Linked DNA regions of Mus musculus: all the other regions are linked to region 1. The links are chromatin contacts, called in public Hi-C, HiChIP or PLAC-seq, Micro-C and promoter capture Hi-C maps. All regions are on one chromosome and are shown on one strand. The core of a region is the stretch at or near the end of the contact, and the rest is flanking DNA. Distances in the headings are between cores, read along the strand shown. Region 1 holds the start of Denn2b (DENN domain containing 2B). Region 2 holds the start of Tmem41b (transmembrane protein 41B). Region 3 holds the start of Lmo1 (LIM domain only 1). Region 4 holds the start of Wee1 (WEE 1 homolog 1 (S. pombe)). Region 5 holds the start of Dennd5a (DENN/MADD domain containing 5A).

What was found. Promoter capture Hi-C pulls out the DNA fragments that hold promoters and counts their contacts. Hi-C and Micro-C count contacts between places; a contact is called where the count stands out from the background. HiChIP or PLAC-seq counts read pairs in DNA pulled down with a chosen protein or histone mark.
Region 2: a promoter capture Hi-C map of cranial neural crest shows a contact between it and region 1. The contact joins the promoter of Tmem41b here to the promoter of Denn2b in region 1. A contact is called at or near these places in 2 of 39 promoter capture datasets (cranial neural crest and maxillary cranial neural crest) and 1 of 115 datasets of contacts at active chromatin or transcription factors (pancreatic cancer cells).
Region 3: a contact with region 1 is called in a Hi-C map of embryonic stem cells, with 4 times the contacts expected there. The contact joins the promoter of Lmo1 here to the promoter of Denn2b in region 1. A contact is called at or near these places in 6 of 39 promoter capture datasets (cranial neural crest, embryonic stem cells and pre-B cells), 16 of 484 Hi-C or Micro-C datasets (embryonic stem cells and muscle stem cells) and 5 of 115 datasets of contacts at active chromatin or transcription factors (all in embryonic stem cells).
Region 4: a contact with region 1 is called in a Micro-C map of embryonic stem cells, with 2.0 times the contacts expected there. The contact joins the promoter of Wee1 here to the promoter of Denn2b in region 1. A contact is called at or near these places in 2 of 39 promoter capture datasets (liver and maxillary cranial neural crest) and 1 of 484 Hi-C or Micro-C datasets (embryonic stem cells).
Region 5: a contact with region 1 is called in an H3K27ac HiChIP or PLAC-seq map of stem cell-derived neural progenitor cells. The contact joins the promoter of Dennd5a here to the promoter of Denn2b in region 1. A contact is called at or near these places in 4 of 39 promoter capture datasets (the C10 cell line, cranial neural crest, liver and 1 more) and 2 of 115 datasets of contacts at active chromatin or transcription factors (microglia and stem cell-derived neural progenitor cells).

Annotation. Positions count from the first base shown.
Region 1 is chr7:109,615,402-109,618,710 of GRCm38.p6, forward strand. Denn2b (DENN domain containing 2B) reads right to left here and starts at 1,746. Exons shown (of 20, transcript NM_001001326.1): 1 at 1,657-1,746.
Region 2 is chr7:109,983,764-109,987,550 of GRCm38.p6, forward strand. It overlaps Tmem41b (transmembrane protein 41B), which reads right to left and starts at 2,467. Exons shown (of 7, transcript NM_153525.5): 1 at 2,199-2,467. The coding sequence starts at 2,319.
Region 3 is chr7:109,173,722-109,177,188 of GRCm38.p6, forward strand. It overlaps Lmo1 (LIM domain only 1), which reads right to left and starts at 1,486. Exons shown (of 4, transcript NM_001302205.1): 1 at 1,217-1,486. The coding sequence starts at 1,238.
Region 4 is chr7:110,119,893-110,123,379 of GRCm38.p6, forward strand. It overlaps Wee1 (WEE 1 homolog 1 (S. pombe)), which reads left to right and starts at 2,167. Exons shown (of 11, transcript NM_009516.3): 1 at 2,167-3,033. The coding sequence starts at 2,458.
Region 5 is chr7:109,958,132-109,961,913 of GRCm38.p6, forward strand. It overlaps Dennd5a (DENN/MADD domain containing 5A), which reads right to left and starts at 2,291. Exons shown (of 23, transcript NM_021494.1): 1 at 1,943-2,291. The coding sequence starts at 2,051.

The DNA.
Region 1 (3,309 bases), core at 496-2,995:
CTCTCATCTTTCTCTTAACATTATGGATGGCCTGACTACTTTAACACCTATAAAACTACCTTTCTGGAAGGCTTTCCTTTCCTAGACACGCTGTGTTTACCACACATCACTCCTCTGAAATTTAGGACAAGGCATGCATGACTGGACACTGTGTGTGCTGGGATTTGGTTAAAATAGGAGCAAAAGGGATCATACAGCATAGTCCTTCAAGTTCCCAGCTCCCCGTAGCTGTAGTGTTAAGACAGCTCTCTGCAACATCTGGATGAGACAGATATTTGCAAGTCCCCAAAACCCAAGAAAGTCCCCTCCACAACTCAAGAAACCCTGTGATGGGCATCATTAATGGGGAGGGGGTTGTTTCCTATTTCCAAAGCTACTTCATAGACAGTGCAAGGCCCCCGCTCAGATATTGTTGTGCCAGTCCCTCTGCCCTGTCAAGTGTCCCAGATGGACTTGAAACTCACTGCAGGCTCCTCTCTGAGCTTCATTAGCTACTTTGATTGTTGTTACAAGTCAGACATAGCAGCATGGAGATAAGAGAGCACGAGGTAAAACCGACCAAGCTGCTCAAAAGTTTCCACATAAGAACTTCAACAGTGCTAGAGCGATGAGAACTCATTTTCCTATAAAAGAACCTTCCTGTGAAAATATCCAGTGGCTTTGTGCTAAATAAAAGCAGAGTGAAGCCTAAACATCTCCGATTCAGCCAGAGTGAGATTAGCTAGATTTGCAAAGTCAAGAAAATTGGCAGTTTCCCTCCTCCTCCCGGAGCTAATAGAATCCAACTGTTGGAGTATGACATCATTCTCGACCCCCAAACTCTGAAGTGAAGAGCACAGACACTGGCCTGCCATAAACAGCCCGACTCAAAGCAAGGGGCTCAGAGGTGCCCTTACCTGGTAGTCCGGGTGATTTCTTGCCCACTCCATTCTCCACAGAGGCTGGCTCACACCACAGTCGCTTAGGGAGCCCAGGGCCCCCAGATCCACTGGCTTAAGCTCCAGTACCTGCTGCGAACTTCCCACAGCTCCTTCCTCTGACCTTTCAAGACACTCCTTCCAGCCAAGTGAGCAGAGCTAGCGCAGCTAGCCAGTCAGGCTGGTTGTCATGGAGACCTGTCCTAGGCTGCACACACGCTTGCAGGCTTGCTCTCACTCAGCTAGGCGCTCTCCCTCAACCCGGTGTCCCAGGAGCGAGCTAGCACGCGCACGTTTATGCGTGCGCGTGCTTCTACACATTCTCTGAGTTCTAGCCGGCCTTGAAACAGCGCGGTCTTTTGATCGGCTCAGTTTATGCATGCATTCCACTCCTCCTACCTCCCTTCCAGTCAACCAGGAGCCCAGGTCTGTTCCTGGGAACTTGCTGCAACAACCCAGAGGGGAGAAGGGTGAGGACAGTGAGTGGACTTGTTTTCCTCCCCTCTAGTGTCTCAGCTTTTATAACTTGGAAGAATCCCTGCCAAAGGGGAGGGAGCTAGCTGAAGGCTTGGAGGGGAAGCAAGCACTTCCTCTGGGTCCTGCAGCAGCAGCGGAATGAGGAGGGACCCTGATGCGTGCTGCCTCAACTTGTTTGTTCGCTTGGGATTTTTCAGGAGCATTTGGGGCAGAAACACAGTTCACATCCTAGAAGCTGGCCTAGACTGGCCTCTCTGGTTACCTTGTTGACTGTTCAGGTCCTGGAGACAGCTTTTAGCCAGTACAGGGTCCCATGGTACTAGTGCCAGAGCCCAAGCAGTCTCTTGTCTTCCTGCAAAGGAGAAGAAACAAACTAGATCAGGATTAGGAGGAACACTGTTTAAGTCTACAGTCAGAGCCAGGACATCAAACACAATGCAAACAGCCTCCTCTCTGAACAAAAGATCCACAGCCCAGGCCTCCAATGAGAAACTGTACAAGTGCCAGGGCCGTACCTGGGACACAGAAGGCCCTTTTAGTAGCCCTATGTATACTTTTGCTTGGATGCTGCCTAACCCTCTCAAAATAGATGTACTAGTTTGTTTGATGCTCTTAACACACTGGTCAGATAGGTTTGCTACCATTTTATAGATGGGATCACTGAGGCCCAGAGAGATCAGATACTTGATCCACACTTACCTAACTAGTTAGGAACTGAGAGTAGAGACAAGTCAAGGGTCTCCTAGTCCTTTATGTTTTGCTATAAAGTACACAGAAGCCTGATCTTGAAAACCAGCTCATTTTCTAAGAACCACAAGTGTGGGCCTCCAAGGGAAAGTGAAGACTCTATCTAAGTCCTGTTAAGGTAAATCTATCTGCCACCCTTCTAGCCCAAAGATTTAATGACCGATAACATCTATGACATGCACAATATCTGCTGCAAACTAGAGAAAAAATGCCCTGCCCTACCCCCAAGTACTATCTTACATCTTCCCAAAATAACCTCCCAAATCCTGGTTCATTTTTTTCTCTGACAGAGTAGTCCTAAAAGTTACGACTGGTGTTATATTAATTTAACACATTTTAAAAATGTATCTAAAGTAAAGTTAAATTACTTGCTCCCATTTACTGAACCAGGAAATGAGAGATCCAAAACCAGTGTCCAAGCCTTTCAACTTTCTGGCATACATTAAGCAGAACAGTTGCCAAGAATACCAGAGCTAGAGTCACAAGACCTTAGCAGTGCCTGACCTCATCGCCAACTGGCCACCTGTCACTGAGCCAGCCTCCTCCCGACTTTCTACTTTCTATGAATATATCTCATACTGGGGTGGCAGAGGACTAGGGTGTGAGGTGCAGTGTCAAGGTGCTATTAGTCAAAAACACTTCAAATTAGGCACTCAGCTCTCATCCACCACCCCCCAATTGTTAGTACCTCTCCTCCACCAATCTAGTAGATATATTTTTCAAGTAGAACTCGGGGTTGGTAAATGGATTGACTGCATGTGGGAAGGTGGAGGCTGATGAGGATGAAGACAATGAGGCTCAAGGAGGCCATTCTCCAATGCTGCTCCTCAAAATAATGCTGGGGGAGGGGTGGGGGGGCCCTGATGGAATCTGTAACGCTTATCCCTTGCAGAATTCCTTGTGATGTTGACTCACCTTCAGTATGCTACAAAATTCCCAAAACCAGACTTTGGTTGACTTGAATTTAACTCACAAATATATGCTGAAGATAATACACAAAAACACGACATAAAACCCAAGTAGAAATGGCAGACTACTACAGATCCTTAAGTAGTGATAAGCCCAGAATCCCCACATCTGCATAGGAATTCAGTATCACTAAAGCTCTGTTTCTCTTTCCTCTTAAACACAGCAAATTCTGCTCTTTATCTGAACCCAAGGAACACAC
Region 2 (3,787 bases), core at 1,217-3,716, 370 kb after region 1:
TCATGTAGACAAGGCTGACCTATAACTCAAAAATGTAATCAAAGGACTTATCTCCCTATATGTATCTCCCTGCATGTACAATTTGTGTGGGGGTGGGAGTGAGTGCAAGTCATCCAAAAGATGGCCCTAGGTACCCTGAAACTGGAGTTACAGATAAGCAGACATGTGCATGTTGGGAACTGAACCAGGTTTTCTCCAAGAACAGCAGTGTGCTTGCTTAGGCTTTCCAGCTAACCATCTGACCTGCCTCTCCACTACATATTCTTCTTACAAGACCACCATTTTGGCCATTAGTAGCAATGGAAGACAGCAGTGTGAGTGAGCTGCAAACAATTTAATGGCTATTTGTTCTAATCACTTCAGATGTTTGAGCTTCAAAGGCACGTAAAAGGATGAAATCATTACAGTTGCTGAAAAGCAATGAATAATGTTAAGCCATTACAAAATCAAAGAGCTTATATTTTCCCCTTAAAACTATACAGAGCCAAGAAATTTCAGGTTAGTGTACGAGACTAAAACAATTTATGAATGAGTCCCCGTATTCCTTAGTTACTTCGTTGGGTGTTTTTTGTTATTGTTTTGGGTTTTAGTTGGTTTGCTTTGAGACAGGGTTTCTCCTTGTAACATACCTGGCTGTCCTGATACTCTTGTAGACCAGGCTGACCTAGAACTCAATAGAGAGCCACCTTCCTCTGCCTCCAGAATAATAGAGGCAGGCCACCACTCCACAGAAGCTATGTTTAGGTGAACTGTTTTGTTTACACCCTTGCATCAACCAAGCAAATAACTATTCTCGTTTTAAAATTCAGATACTTTTTCTTTTTTGGTTATTTTGAGACAGGGTTTCTCTGTATAGCCCTGGCTGTTCTGGAACTCACTTTGTAGACCAGGCTGGCCTCGAACTCAGAAATCCCCTGGGATTAAAGGCGTGTGTGCCACCACGCCCAGCTCAGATACTTTTTAAAAGTTACAAATCCATCTCTGCAGGTGGTCTACTCCTTTAATCCAAGTACTTGAGAAAACTAAGGCTGGTGGATCTCTGAGTTCCAAATCAGCTTGACCTACAGAACCAAACAAGGTCTTTTAAAAAGTAGAAGGCAGGGAGGGGGCTGGTGAGATGGCTCAGTGGGTAAGAGCACCCGACTGCTCTTCCAAAGGTCCAGAGTTCAAATCCCAGCAACCACATGGTGGTTCACAAGCATCTGTAACGTGATCTGATACCCTCTTCTGGTGTGTCTGAAGACAGCTACTGTGTACTTACATGTAATAAATAAATTAAAAAAAAAAAAAGTACAAGGCGAAGGCCGTGCAGTGGTGGCACACGCCTTTAATCTCAGCACTTGAGAGGCAGAGGCAGACGATTTCTGAGTTCGAGGCCAGCCTGATCTACAGAGTGAGTTCCAGGACAGCCAGGGCTATACAGAGAAACCCTGTCTTGAAAGACCAAAAAAAAAAAAAACAAAAAAAACAAAAAAAAAAACAAGGCGGTAGTGTACGCCTGCACGCCTTGGATCCAAGTACTTGGGAGGCTGAAGGAAGCCATTCTTTGCCTTAGAGGCCAGTCTAATCTACAGAGCAAGGTCCTCCAATACAACCAGGGCTACTTAGCTTGAAAACAAATCAAACAATTTTTTTTTTTTAAGTTACAAACCAGGTTAAATGGAAACACAAGAGCTGAAAATGTTGTGTTTTTTTCGAGGCAGGGTTTTCTCTGTGTAACCTGGAACTTGTCTGTCTCCGGAGAACTGGATTAAAAGGACGCGCAACTACAACTACCACCGGCTAGAATCTGACACTTTCAAGTGGCACCTGGAAGGGCAAGTCTTTGCTCTTAATCACAACCTTAGTGTGGCTCTGTGACTCTACACAAGTCATGGAGCTGCATAGTCCTCAGTATGTTCATCTGTAAAACAATACAACGAAAGCTCAAGTCTCTCAAATACCTGTCTGGGTGGCCTGGATAACGAACCGGTCTATTTGGTGTCACAAGTCGGGGTCACCGCTTCCTTTGACTAAAGTCTATTGAGAAAAAACTAACTAGGAGGAGTCTAGCCCTCTGTCATGCTGGGTTCCCCGCCAAGTACAGGACTCTCTTGCTGAGATGCTTCGGTGCTGAAAGGTCCCTCTTTCCCTGCGACCTGCACCACGGGGTCCTAATCTTTAGGGCAGCCTCAGCCCCGTCCCGCAGGTCCACTCACCGTTCAGATGATCTTTGCTGCCAGGCGCGGCGGAACCCTGGGTCCTCACTGCCCGGTCCCCGGCTGGGGTCGAGTGCAACATTTCGGTGGGCGATCGATCAGCCACTCTGCCTTTCGCCATGGCTGCTGCGGGGGCCGCGAAGAGCTCCTACTGGTGCCGCGCCCCCTTGAATGACTAAAGCTCCTCCCGCAGCTTTCTTTCAACACCCAGGCGCGAGGCACAACTACTTCCGGCACGACCACCTCACCTGAGACGACCTCGAAAACTTGACACTCGGCGGAGCCTTCCAGAGATATCAGGTGAGGGCCCGCCCAGAACCGCCCACGAACCTCGCGCGCTCCCGCACGCCCAGTAACCGCGAGACAAGTCAGGGCCGACCCCGCCCCCTCCGGGGCCCCGCCCACCTCGCTGGTGTAGGGCGCATGAGCAATATCGCATTGGCAAGTCATGGGTCTGCGGCCTAAGGTCCGACTTCTCCGCGTAGCTTTCGTCACACGGAAGTGAGGCTCGAGTACTTCAGACTCTTTGTTCCGCCAACCGGAAGTGTCTGCGCGCGACTAGTTGGTGTTGGAGATTCCATTCGTTCCGCAGCAAATGGGTTACAAGCGCTGTGGAAGCTGGAAGCCTGTTCTTAAAATCGTGTAAAATTTAAAACATGAGACAAACGTACCTGAATCTCACAAAATTGAGACCTAGAAACAAAGAAGATCACAGAGTGACAGAAATTAGTTTAGAGTCCAAGGTTTTTCACTCACCTGTCCAAAGTAAATTCACCCTTACTCGCTATATTTTGGCGTTTCCTGAGCCAAGGCATAGCTTCTTGACAGTTTTTCTCCTTCTGCCCCTCATATCCAGCTTCTCACTGGTAAGTATATTAGAGTCACCTCTTCTTTAGGATTTTGCTTTGTCTTGTTCTTTTTTTTTTTTAAGATTTATTTATTATTATATCTAAGTACACTGTAGCTGTCTTCAGACAGACCAGAAGAGGGCATCAGATCTCATTACGGATGTTTGTGAGCCACCATGTGGTTGCTGGGATTTGAATTCAAGACTTCGGAAGGGCAGTCGGTGCTCTTAACCACTGAGCCATCTCTCCAGCCCTGTTTTGTTTTGTTCTTGCTGTCGATATAATCTTAGACCTTGGGCATACAAACCACACCATTCTGTTGCTGAGCGATGCCCCTATCCAATTGACATTTTTTTCGTTATCTTTTTTAAAAGCAGGTATCGAAGGTAATAGTGGGGAATTTCTTCGTGAAAGTAACTTAGCAGTGTATTTTAAAATTTGGACAAAAAGGGGGAGTGGGGAATTGGATTGTTCTTAAGCAGTAATTACACTTAGAAGAAATAATCTGATATCTAGAGAATTGGCAGCTCAGTGCGTAGAAGTATTTGTCTCTTAAACTTGACAGGCTTATTTCGGTCTCTGAGACCTAATAGCAGTAGGTGAGAACTAACTCTTGGAAGTTGTCCTCTGATTACTTTTTTTTGGGGGGGGGGGCGGTTTGAGACAGGGTTTCTCTGTGTAGCCCTGGCTGTCCTGCAACTCGCTCTGTAGACCAGGCTGTCAGGCTGACCTTGAACTCAG
Region 3 (3,467 bases), core at 236-2,735, 440 kb before region 1:
AAGACTCGGGGATTTCCTCTGCTACCAGACTTTCTATGCTAAAACAGACTGTCCTGAACAAGCCAGGACAATTGATCACTATAGGGGAAGATGGTAGGACAAGACAAGTAATTATTGGGACCAAAGAAGAGACCAGACAGACAGACCCTCTTCCTAGTGATTAGCAGCTCCCAACTCTAAATTTCGGAGTCTCCTTGTCCTACTATGTCATACTCTAGGCATGAATGTCCTCAGCCCAGAGGATGGTACAGAGATGACTTCTCCAGACAACTACAGTGCAGTTGGGGGGAGGGGGAGGGCGGGGGAGGGAATAGTCAGACCCAAGGGTAGACTTAGATTTTGTGAGACCCAAAGTTTACAGCAGTCTTAGGGGTCGGGGCTCCTTAAGAAAAGCAATATGATCCCAGCCTGGGCTGCAGAGCAAGACACTTAACTATCCTGGGTTCCCCCAACCCCAACCCACCTGGCCAAAAATGAGAGAAAATGAGATTCTTAATACAAACGGACCTGGTAGTCTGGTAGATCTGGTAACAGTAGGAGACCCTAAAGGCCCCAAACTTCTTGTCTAGTCCACCCATCTATCCTAACCAGCAGGATACTCACTAATGTAGTCTGGGTGAACTGATGGCATGCAACCTCCTAGCCCTGCAGAGGGCCAAGATAACACCACCCACCAAGTAGGCCCTGAAGTCTCAGTCCCCAGGTGCAAGGCTGGGCGGACCCAAGGACCAAACTATTTAGAATACACCTTCATCCGCCAAGTTCTCTGAGCACCCCTCTCGGGCTCCCTTTCACACTGCGGTATGGAAAAACATGAAAATACTCAAGGAGGCCCAGAGAGTGGCTGGCGGTGGGTACAACCACAACCGGGAAGCCCGCACCCCACGGGTTCTCTGTATGCTCCGGATGCCTGCAATGGGGCAAGAGCGAGAGAGAAAGTTCCCGGCTGCAGTGTGCCCAGCTAACAGGCTCCAGGATGCGCGCGGGGCGGGGGGGAGACTTCCTCATCCCGGCGAGGAACACGGGGCGGCGCAGAGCCTCCTGGCACCTTCAACATACACTCACACACACAGGGCACACGTCCAGCTTCCGAGCTTCCGGGAAGCCGCCAACAGGCTCCAAGCAGCGGTCGAGACCGGTGCCTGGGCCTCTGTCACCGGGATGGAGGTAGCCTCGGCAGAGCCCCCGCTGTTCCCAAGTGTCCCTGAGCACCTACCGTCCTCTTGGTCCAAAACCATAGTCCCCAGGCGGCTCCAGCCGGGTGCGGGCGGAGGATGCAAAGGGACTCGCGGCTCGGACTGTCACCTACGGGGCGACTGCGCTGCTTCCCGCGGTCGCGCGTGGGCCCCGCGCCCCGTGGCCGCCGAGGAGGGCGGACGGAGCGGCGCCCGGAGCGCAGCGCCGCGGGCGGGCAGGGCGCTCGGAAGGAGCAAGCGAGCGAGGGCGCGGCGCGCTCAGGGGCGGGCGCCGGGCGGGGCCGCGGCCGCGTGGGCTGAGCAACTGGGACCCGGCCCGAGCCAAGCGGGAGCCTGAACCCGAGCTAGGGCCGGAGCCCGGGCCGGAGCAGCCGCCGCAGCCGCGCGCTTGGGTTCCCGCTTGCAGTCTGCTGCGCTCGCTCTCACCAGAGTGCAGCTTGCATTTCCCAGGGCCCCTCAGACTCCCCTGTTAATTAAATCAATTCATTATGCTCAGATCTGATTAGCGGCCCTTCCCCCCCTTTGAATCAATTATTCAATACACAAACATAATTGCTTGGGCCAGAGGTGCCCGCCATTAGCTTATTTAACTCCAAGGACACTAATTACCCGCAGGGCACGGGAACTTTTCTCATTAATTCTGACAAAACACAAAAGCACAGCCTGAGTGTGTGCATGTGAGGGAGTCTGTGCATGTGTGTGTGCCTGTGTGACCGCATGCCTGAGTGAGGGATGTGTGGGGTGGTGGGCCGCTGAGACAGCTTATGACCAGTGGGGAGGGTGGCATTTGTGCCATCGCGTGTGGGAGTGTGCAAATTCAACGGAAGAACGTTCTGGTGTAAGTGTGGGACTCCAACTCCGTGTATGAGTTGAGCTGGGTGTGGTCTGGGACTGCGGACTAAGGTTAGAGACCCAGCGCAGGAATGCAGAGTACTTCTCAGAGTATGACTTTGAGAATGTGACTCCCTGCCACACTACCCCCTCCTTTTTCATTATAGCCCAGCAATTGCAGCTACAACCCTGGAAAGCACAGACTACAAAAGAGAAGCCAGGCAGGAGCAGAGTAGGGGGTAAAGAGGGCAGTGAGGATGGTGTGGGTGAAGCTGGAGCCAGCCTACTCCACAATATCTACCCCCTCCCCAGTCACCTGCTCCTGCTCTGACTGGACTTTGCCACATGCACCCTCAAGTTCCCACCCCACCTCGCCCCTTACTCCTTTCCCCCTCACTGCCTCTTCCCATTCAATGCTACCCTCACGCTTCAATGTACCATAAAAGCCCCCACTCTCACACAGGCTTGACACGGGGGCAGCTCTACCCACCCCATCCTAGTTCGCCTCCAGTCTCAAAGCTGGAGAGAGGGTGTGCTTATAGTGGACCAACTCTACATTTTACCTCCCAGGAAATCTCTATTGAGGGAGCCAGGGAGAGAGCCCACAGAGGCAGGGACACAGAGGGTAATTGATTCCCCCAAATTAGGTTTCTGCTTTCCAAAGACTGGTATTGTTCGAGTTCTCAATGTGCACAGAGGTATTGAAGATTTCCTTTTTGTTTCCTCGGGCAATGAATGAGCTTAATCCATTTGGCTTTTATAAATCAGGAAACTAATATTCACTCCTTCCATGGAGGCTTAAAAATTTTAATTGGTGAGTGGGGGGGGCTTAGTAGTCCTTATGCTGTACTCAAGCCCCCACTTATCAAAACACATTCTGATGGAGGGGTGGGGAGAATAGGGAGAGTCACACCGATCCCCCTGCCCCCCCTCCATCTTTATACATGGTCTCAAAGTATCTGGGAAAGTTTCTGAAATTATTGCACAAATTATGTTCAATTTAGTGATGAAAAGAAGGCTGTTCAGAGGGTGCCTCCAAATTGGCTGCTTAGATACCCAGCAGTGCTGAGGCCCTGGGTGTACCCATGCCGTGGCTGGTTTGCCAATTCCCTTTTCTCTCCATCCTAAGCAGTTCCAGATTATCATCTTCCTGATGCCAAATGTTTGTTACCTTGTGCCTTTCCTGCTCTGACAATCTTTGGGGGGAATGCCGGGTTGGGCGGGGGGGAGTTCACAGAGAGTTGGCTCAGCAAGCAAAAGGCAGTTGCAGCCAAGTCTGGCAACTGGGGTTGGATCCTGGGGATCCAGATGGCTGAAGAAGAAAATCAACTCTTGCTGGTGGTCCTTTGACCTCCATGGCATGTGTTCTCTGCCCTAACAACTAAATAAGTAAATGTGATTTTAAAATTTAAACAATCTTCTCATGCATGTGTGTATGTG
Region 4 (3,487 bases), core at 917-3,416, 500 kb after region 1:
TTGGGTTAGCGTACGAAAAGACACATTTAGACAGCTGTGGTTACTTCGAAGCACCAAGTAGGATCTCAGGATCCTTCATGCCATGTTCTTAGGTACTAAAATGGGCTTTTATTAAAAATTCAGCTTGGCAGAGCTGACAGATGGCTCAGAGTGAAGGCCTTTGCAAGCCTGAGTTTGACTACTACAATTCAAGTAAAGGTTAATGTCCTTCACAGACATACTACAGCACACTTACATAGTAGCATGTACACAAACACTAATAATCATCATTTATTCTTGAAATAGGGTCTTACTTGGTAGTTTCAGCTGGATGGTAGTTTCTGCTTGCCTCTACTCCTGAGTGCTGGGATTAAGTGCCGCCCAGCCTGGCAATAATAATAATTTTAAATTTTAGCTTGGAAGCTGGACCTGTGACTCATACTTGTAATTGGAGGGCTTAAAAAAAAAAAAAAAACCAAAACCTCAGATGAACTGAGAATCTCAGAAGAGTTGACATTGACAAGCTGATAAAAGTTGCCCACAAGAAGATCACTATAACAACCTCCTTTGTATTTATGCTTTTGAGATACTATTAAGTGGAACAGATCTGCATATGGAAACTTCCACTCTAGAAGTTCTCTTTGAAACTGCCAAACTCACTGGCCTGCGTTGTTCTAAGTAAAGGGCAATTTGCTTCTGTTGAGCTCAATCTTACTTTCAGGTCACCCTGATCAACCCATCTAACAGCAATGTCAGAACTCCCAAGTCAAATGGATCCCTGTGAGTTAGTGGTCAGCTAGGGCTACACAGTTTTCTTATCTTGAAAACAAAACAAGACAAAACCAAACCAAACCAAACCAAAGATCAGTCCATCAGCCTGGCCTGGCAGGTGCACAGGTCTATAATCCCAGCACTCTGGAGGTGGTTCAAATAATCGGGCTACACGGCAAAGGCAGGTCTCAAAAACAAAAATCAGTTTGACTTTTCAGCCTTTGAAGTGTTAAAAAAAGCTCACACACACATTAGTACTCCTAACTACAGTAAATGACAACAGAAGAGTATAATAGGCTATTATCCAGATAATGTGAATCTACATTAAAAAACATCAAGCTTTCTACTGATGGCCTCAGTTCCCCAAAAGTGGGTTCTAATTTCCTAGTGAAAAAGAAACCTACTTTTCTGTATGACAGTCTGGCCTCAGTAATTCCCACTCCAGCAGAGAATGCTAAAAAAAAAAAAAACAAAACCGTAACAAGGAGAAATGATTGATCATAGCATACAAAATAGGAACACACTTGTTGTAAACAGATTTAAGTTACGGTTGAGAAGGTTGTGGAAACTTATTTTTTCCTGGAAATTATGAGACAGGACCACTACAGAGCAAAGGGGTTTTAAACTTCTGGTCCTCCTGCCTCAGCTTCCAGACTGTTTGAATCACAGGTGTGTGCGCCAGCACTCACCTCTGTTACACTTCAGTTTTGTTTTGTTTTTTTTCTCTCCCGGGACCAATCAGTTTGGCTAGCGCACTCTCACGTGTAAGCGAACAAATATAAACACCACGGTTGCAGGTCAGGCATTCGGGCTTGTGGCAGGACCAATTATCACGGATAAGTCTGGCTGTGAGGGACACAAGACTGTGTGAGAGGCCACCTCTGTGTCCTAGTCCTGCAGCTCATTATCTGAGTTTCGCGCTGGGCAAGGTCCAGAGCTCGGTCACTGTTTCCGGCTCGGACCGCGACTATAGAACGTGACTGGACACAGCCACGCCCAGAACGCCCCAGGGGTCGGGCCTCAGAACCTGGGGTTGGACCAGGCTTCTAGGCGTCCCCAAAGGCTGCACGGTGTCCGGATGCTTCTGAACCCGGAGACAGGGAGGCCGACCCAAGGCCAGCACTGGGCAGTAGCCGCCGTCCTCTCGCCCCTCCTCGCAGGGCGGCTCCCGGCAGGCTCCGGTCCTCTAAACATAGACTCTGGGTGGGGTTCTGTGCAATCCAGGCCCACTCATTGGCCCGGGATGCCGCGACCCGCCCACGACTGGCGGCGCGCCTAGGCTGTGGGGCGGAGTCAGCGAGTTCCCGCCAAAATCGCGTAGCTGGTTCCTCCCCCGTGGGCTACGTCGCGCCCTCCCTGTTTTTTCAAACCGGGGCTGGGCGGGGATTGGTGGGCTGGGCCCTCACGTGGTTAACGGTCGCGGGAAGCCGCGGAACCCGAACTTGCGGACGAACTTGCGGAGCCTTTCGCCAGCACTGGACCGGCCAGTCTCCGCTGGACATCCCGCGCCGCAGCCGTCGCCGTCGCCCCGTCGTGAGCTTGACGGGCCTCGGAGTTGCCGCCGCGCAGGCCCGCTGCAGCCTCAGCCCGGCGCGCCCGATCGCACGTGGCGGACCCGCCCCCTGTGCCAGCCGCGACCTGGACGCCGCCGGCCTCTGCTCGCCGGTCCTGTGTTCTCCCGTGCTCCGCCGTGACTGCAGCCGGGAAATGAGCTTCCTGAGCCGACAGCAGCCGCCGCCCACCCGCCGCGTAGGAGCCGCTTACAGTCTGCGGCAGAAGCTCATCTTCTCGCCGGGCAGCGACTGTGAGGAAGAGGAGGAGGAGGAGGAGGAAGGCAGCGGCCACAGTACGGGGGAGGACTCGGCCTTCCAGGAACCGGATTCGCCCCTGCCTTCTGCACGCAGCCCTGCCGAGGCCGAGGCCGAGCGCCGCCGTCGCTCGCCCGGCGCGGAGCCCAGCAGCCCGGGAGAGCTGGAGGACGACTTGCTGCTGCAGGGCGGCGGCGGAGGCGCGCAAGCGGCGGGTGGAGGCGCCGAGGGCGACTCTTGGGAGGAGGAGGGTTTCGGCTCCTCGTCGCCCGTCAAATCACCTTCGACCGCCTACTTTCTGAGCAGCCCGTTCTCGCCAGTGCGCTGCGGCGGCCCAGGGGATGCCTCCCCGCAGGGTTGCGGGGCTCCGCGAGCCATGGACGACCCCTGCTCGCCGCAGCCCGACTACCCGAGCACCCCTCCGCACAAGACCTTCCGCAAGCTGCGCCTGTTCGACACGCCGCACACTCCCAAGGTAATGGAGGGGGCGGAGGAGCCGGCTCCAGGGCCTTTAAAAAAAAAGGCCGCGGCGCTGCAGCCCTGCGCGCCACTGCCCGGGTTCGGTTACATAACCGCCCCGCCGCACCCCGCTCGCTGTCCTGCGCCGCCACTCAAAAAAAAAAAAAAAGTTGGCAGCCCCCCTTTTTGGCTCTGCCTAGAAGTTGTCGGTTAAGATTATGTAACTGAACAATGGGCCTGGTCTGTAACTACTCCACTTTACAAAGGGCCTGGTCCCCGCTGTCCAGGTGGTTGAGTATTGGGTCTCGGTGGTCCGGTGTGCCAGGGTGCCGGATTGCTGCTGGCCACCTGACACTCCGAGCCATATGGTGCCTGTTAAATCCGGTGTCCGGGCCTGTAATTTGGGGGGCACGGATGGAAGGAGTTAGGTTTATTAAAGGGTTTGTTCCAACCCCCTGGACTTGTGGTTC
Region 5 (3,782 bases), core at 1,041-3,540, 340 kb after region 1:
CCTGGTTTCCTTTCTTTGTTTCTTTTTTTTTTTTTAAAGCTGAAAATGACCTTGAACTCCAGATCCTCCAGTTTCCGGAACAAGGATCTCACAGGCTTACGCCACCTCTTAAGGCTATCTCTACTTTCTAAGACCAAACAGCTACACAACTAACAGACATTCAATAATAGTACACCATAAAAAGTTTACTCTACCTTTGAGCTTCTTTCATCCAGAAAGACTGTTGTTTTTAACCCTTCTCAACAGGTTAGTTTGTTTTTCTTTTGTCTTTTTCGCCAGGGTCTCACTATGAAGGCCAGTCGGGCCTTAAACTTGTGGCAATCTTCCTGCCTCTGCCTCCCAAACGCTGGGATAACAGATGTACACCAGTGACCACGTTACTGTTTTTTAAAAACCTCCAGAGAGGCTGCTGTGGTGCAGCATGCCACCAAAGAAGTTTTGGACCGATATCATCCCTGCTGTCCTTCTGGGCCTCATTTCCCTCTCACATCCCATCCACCACCAATACCTGGAACTGCAATCCAACAACTACATCATCCACAATTCTAAAGTTAATCCTTATGAACCAGATGGCAACATCTGTCTGTACTTTGAGCTTGGACTACTCAGGCTAGAACAAAGGCTTAGCTAGGATCAGCCCATTCCTACTTCAGGGTGTTGTATAAGGCATCAGTTTCTCATAGTTTTAAAAGACAATCCAGCTTTATCATCTGAAGTGTGCACTCTTTTTTTTCCCCATAAGAAACAGTGGAATTCACCAGGCAGTAGTGTTGCACTCCTTTAATCCCAGCACCCAAGAGTCAGAGGCAGGCAAATCTCTGACTTTGAGGCCACACTGGCCTACAGAGTGTGTTTTAATACAACTAGAGCTACACCAAGAAACCAGTGGGGGGTTGGAGAGATAAGGAGGAGAAAGAGGAAGACAAGGAGGAGGAGGAGGAAGAAGAAGAATCGGAGGAGAAACAAACAAACAAACTGGAGTGACAAAAAAAAAAAAATCCAAGACTGGATGATCACTTTCAATAGAGAAACTGTACGGTGTTCAATGACTACCACATCGTGACAGAAAGGGGGAGAGGAGTTTCCCTCATCGAATCAGCATGACATAACTTTAAAGTCTAACACGACAAGCCTCCAACCACTGAAACCTGCTTACTGGCCACCCAAAAACTTTTCAAAACTGTTGCAACTCCAATGTGGGCGCGCAGGAATTCACCGGGGATTTTATAATTCTTACACCTTCAAGCAATGGGTGCCAAATCTCATCAGGGCCTCACTGTCACTCCCCCATCACTTCCTCTTCGAAAGATAACTTGAGAGGCATCACAACACTGCACAACCTGTCCAACTGGGACGCGCTGCCTTCATTCACAAATGACCCTCGCCTGGTAAAGGACATTAACTTAAAAAACAAACAACAACAACAACAACAACAAAAGCATGGCCCTGGGTACAAGTTCTTTTCTAGCGCCAAGAGAGAACCCGTTCTTGGTGTAACCCGGTTCAATTTGTCACTTCACGTCCGATCAAGAGGGGCAGAACTGTGAAGGAAAAGCCCGGGCCTGGCCTGCTCAGGAGTGAGTTATAACGGTTTTGAGGAACTGGTCTCGCCGGCTTCTTGGGAAGAGGCCAAATAAACTCATCAAGTTTTTGTTTTGCTCTTTTGAAAAGTCTGGGTGGGACTAACTCTCACTAGGAAGTGGGCTAACTTCTTTCCTCCCAAAAGGGTGCTAGAAGGCAAGCTTCCCTTCATTGTGGACTAAGCCCCTCGACCTCTGAGCGCACCCAGCGTCCGCGTCTCCCCAGGTTGCCGACGCGGCGACCACCGCGCGGGGGGCAGCAGGCCCGCGGGACCCGCGTCCCGTCTGCTCGCCCGACCCTCACTGGGCTCCCGGGACAAAGCGGGCCCCGCGGGCCCTAGCCCGGGCTCGCGCGCACTCACCCGACAGCTCGTCCGGCTCCAGCCCGGTCTCGGTGTCCAGCCCGCAGATGACAAAATAGTCGGCGAAGCGACTGGGCGCCGAGCCCCCTCCGCCGCCGCCGCCGCTCATGGCTCCGGGCCGAGCGGGGCAAGCCGCGCGGAGCCGAGCCCCCGCCCCCGGCCGCCCGCCCGCCCTCAGCCGCCGCTCCCTCCGCCGCCGCTACCGAGGCTCCGGCCGCCGCCCCCGGGCCTCGCCGGGTCCTAGCGGCCGCCGCTGCCGTGCCGGGGCAGGGGGGCGCCGGGCCACCCCGCGCCGCATCCTGGACGCTGTCCTCTGCACCGCGGCCTGAGCAAGCCTGAGGAAGGGCGGAGAGCGGCCGCCCGCCCCACCGCGGCCCCCCACCCGCCGCCACCGCGTGCGCACGCGCGGTCGGGGAGGGGCGGTCGTCGGGCGCAAAGGATGACGTGATGCTCTTTGGGCCCCGGGGGCCTGGGCTTCCAGAGCAGCCACCACAGAGTGGCCAGCGGTCAGCTGCTGGGATCCCGCGACTGCAGCCACCTCCACGCGACTGCGACACCCTTTAGAGAAATCGGATGCGGTGTGCGGAAAGAGTGGGCCATGGTGGCTCGTGCTGGCCGTGTCACCGGCATAAGAGCTGCAGGGCTGAACTGTGAAGCCCACCGAATCCTGCTCCTATACTGTCACCACAGAGCAGCTTCTCCTTGTCACCTCTCCTCAGTGTCAGCTTTCCCCAATAGATCTGAGGAAACTCTGTTCTTTGGAGAGAGTGGGTCAGCTTATCTTCTATTTACCTTTAATTTGCAGATAGGGAAACTGAGGCTCAAAAAATGCAAGAAACAACCCTACGCTTGAATCCTGCGCTAGCTCACTGCCCCGCACCCCACAAGCAGGGCTTCTTCCATGCACCAAACTCTCCCCCTTTCATGAAGCCCCAGAAGTCTCCCTCCCCCTTCACTTAGTTCTTTTCATGCTCACAGAATTCTCTGTCCATTCATCCATCTATCCATCACCCTTCATTCATTCATTCATTCATTCATTCATTCCTTTCTTCCTTCTAGTGAGAATTTGCTTGTAGAAGAGAAAGGGTGGCTGAACAGGTGAAACCTCCTGGTCCTTGTCTCTTGTCTAAAGAACAGACCCTCTGACTTCATTTTCTACAGAAGCTAGCCAGATGTGTCTTCTTTTGGTGGTTGGTTGGTTGATTGATTTGATTTGGTTTTTTTGGATAGGGTCTCACTTATAGACCTGTCTGACCCAGAACTTGCTATGTACCTGTATTACCCTGATGCAATACTCTTTCTTCTGCCTGCTCAGTGCTGGGCTTAAAGGCCTGCATCATCACACCAGGCTCAGGTGGGTCTGTACTGTAACATCAGAGGCCAAGGAAGAGAAACTGTAGTGGCTGCTAGCATGGGCTCTAGAAACAGTCCCCCAGTTTGAATTCTGACTTATAATGTACAATATGATATTGGCAACTTACTTATGTAATTTCTAGGTGCCAACAGGCATGATTTTTGTCAAAGTACAAAATAAATGCATGTATAGGTAAAGTGGTGAGGATTATACCCAGAACATAGAAGGCACTCCATAAATATTATATACATTGTCATTGTTGTTACAGAATAGTGTGCGCCAGGTTTGCTCTGGCAGGCAGCCAGCTAAGGACTATAGAAGGCAATTGGCTTCCCCAAGGGCTGAACCTGGGCTCTCTCCTGGGTTCTGTCCCAGTATTCCTCTCAAGTACTGGATCCCTTTGGGAGGTTGGTTGAGAGGTCACAGCCAACATCACTGGAAACCATAGCATCTGCTCCCTATATCTAACCTGAGCGGCTGGGAGAA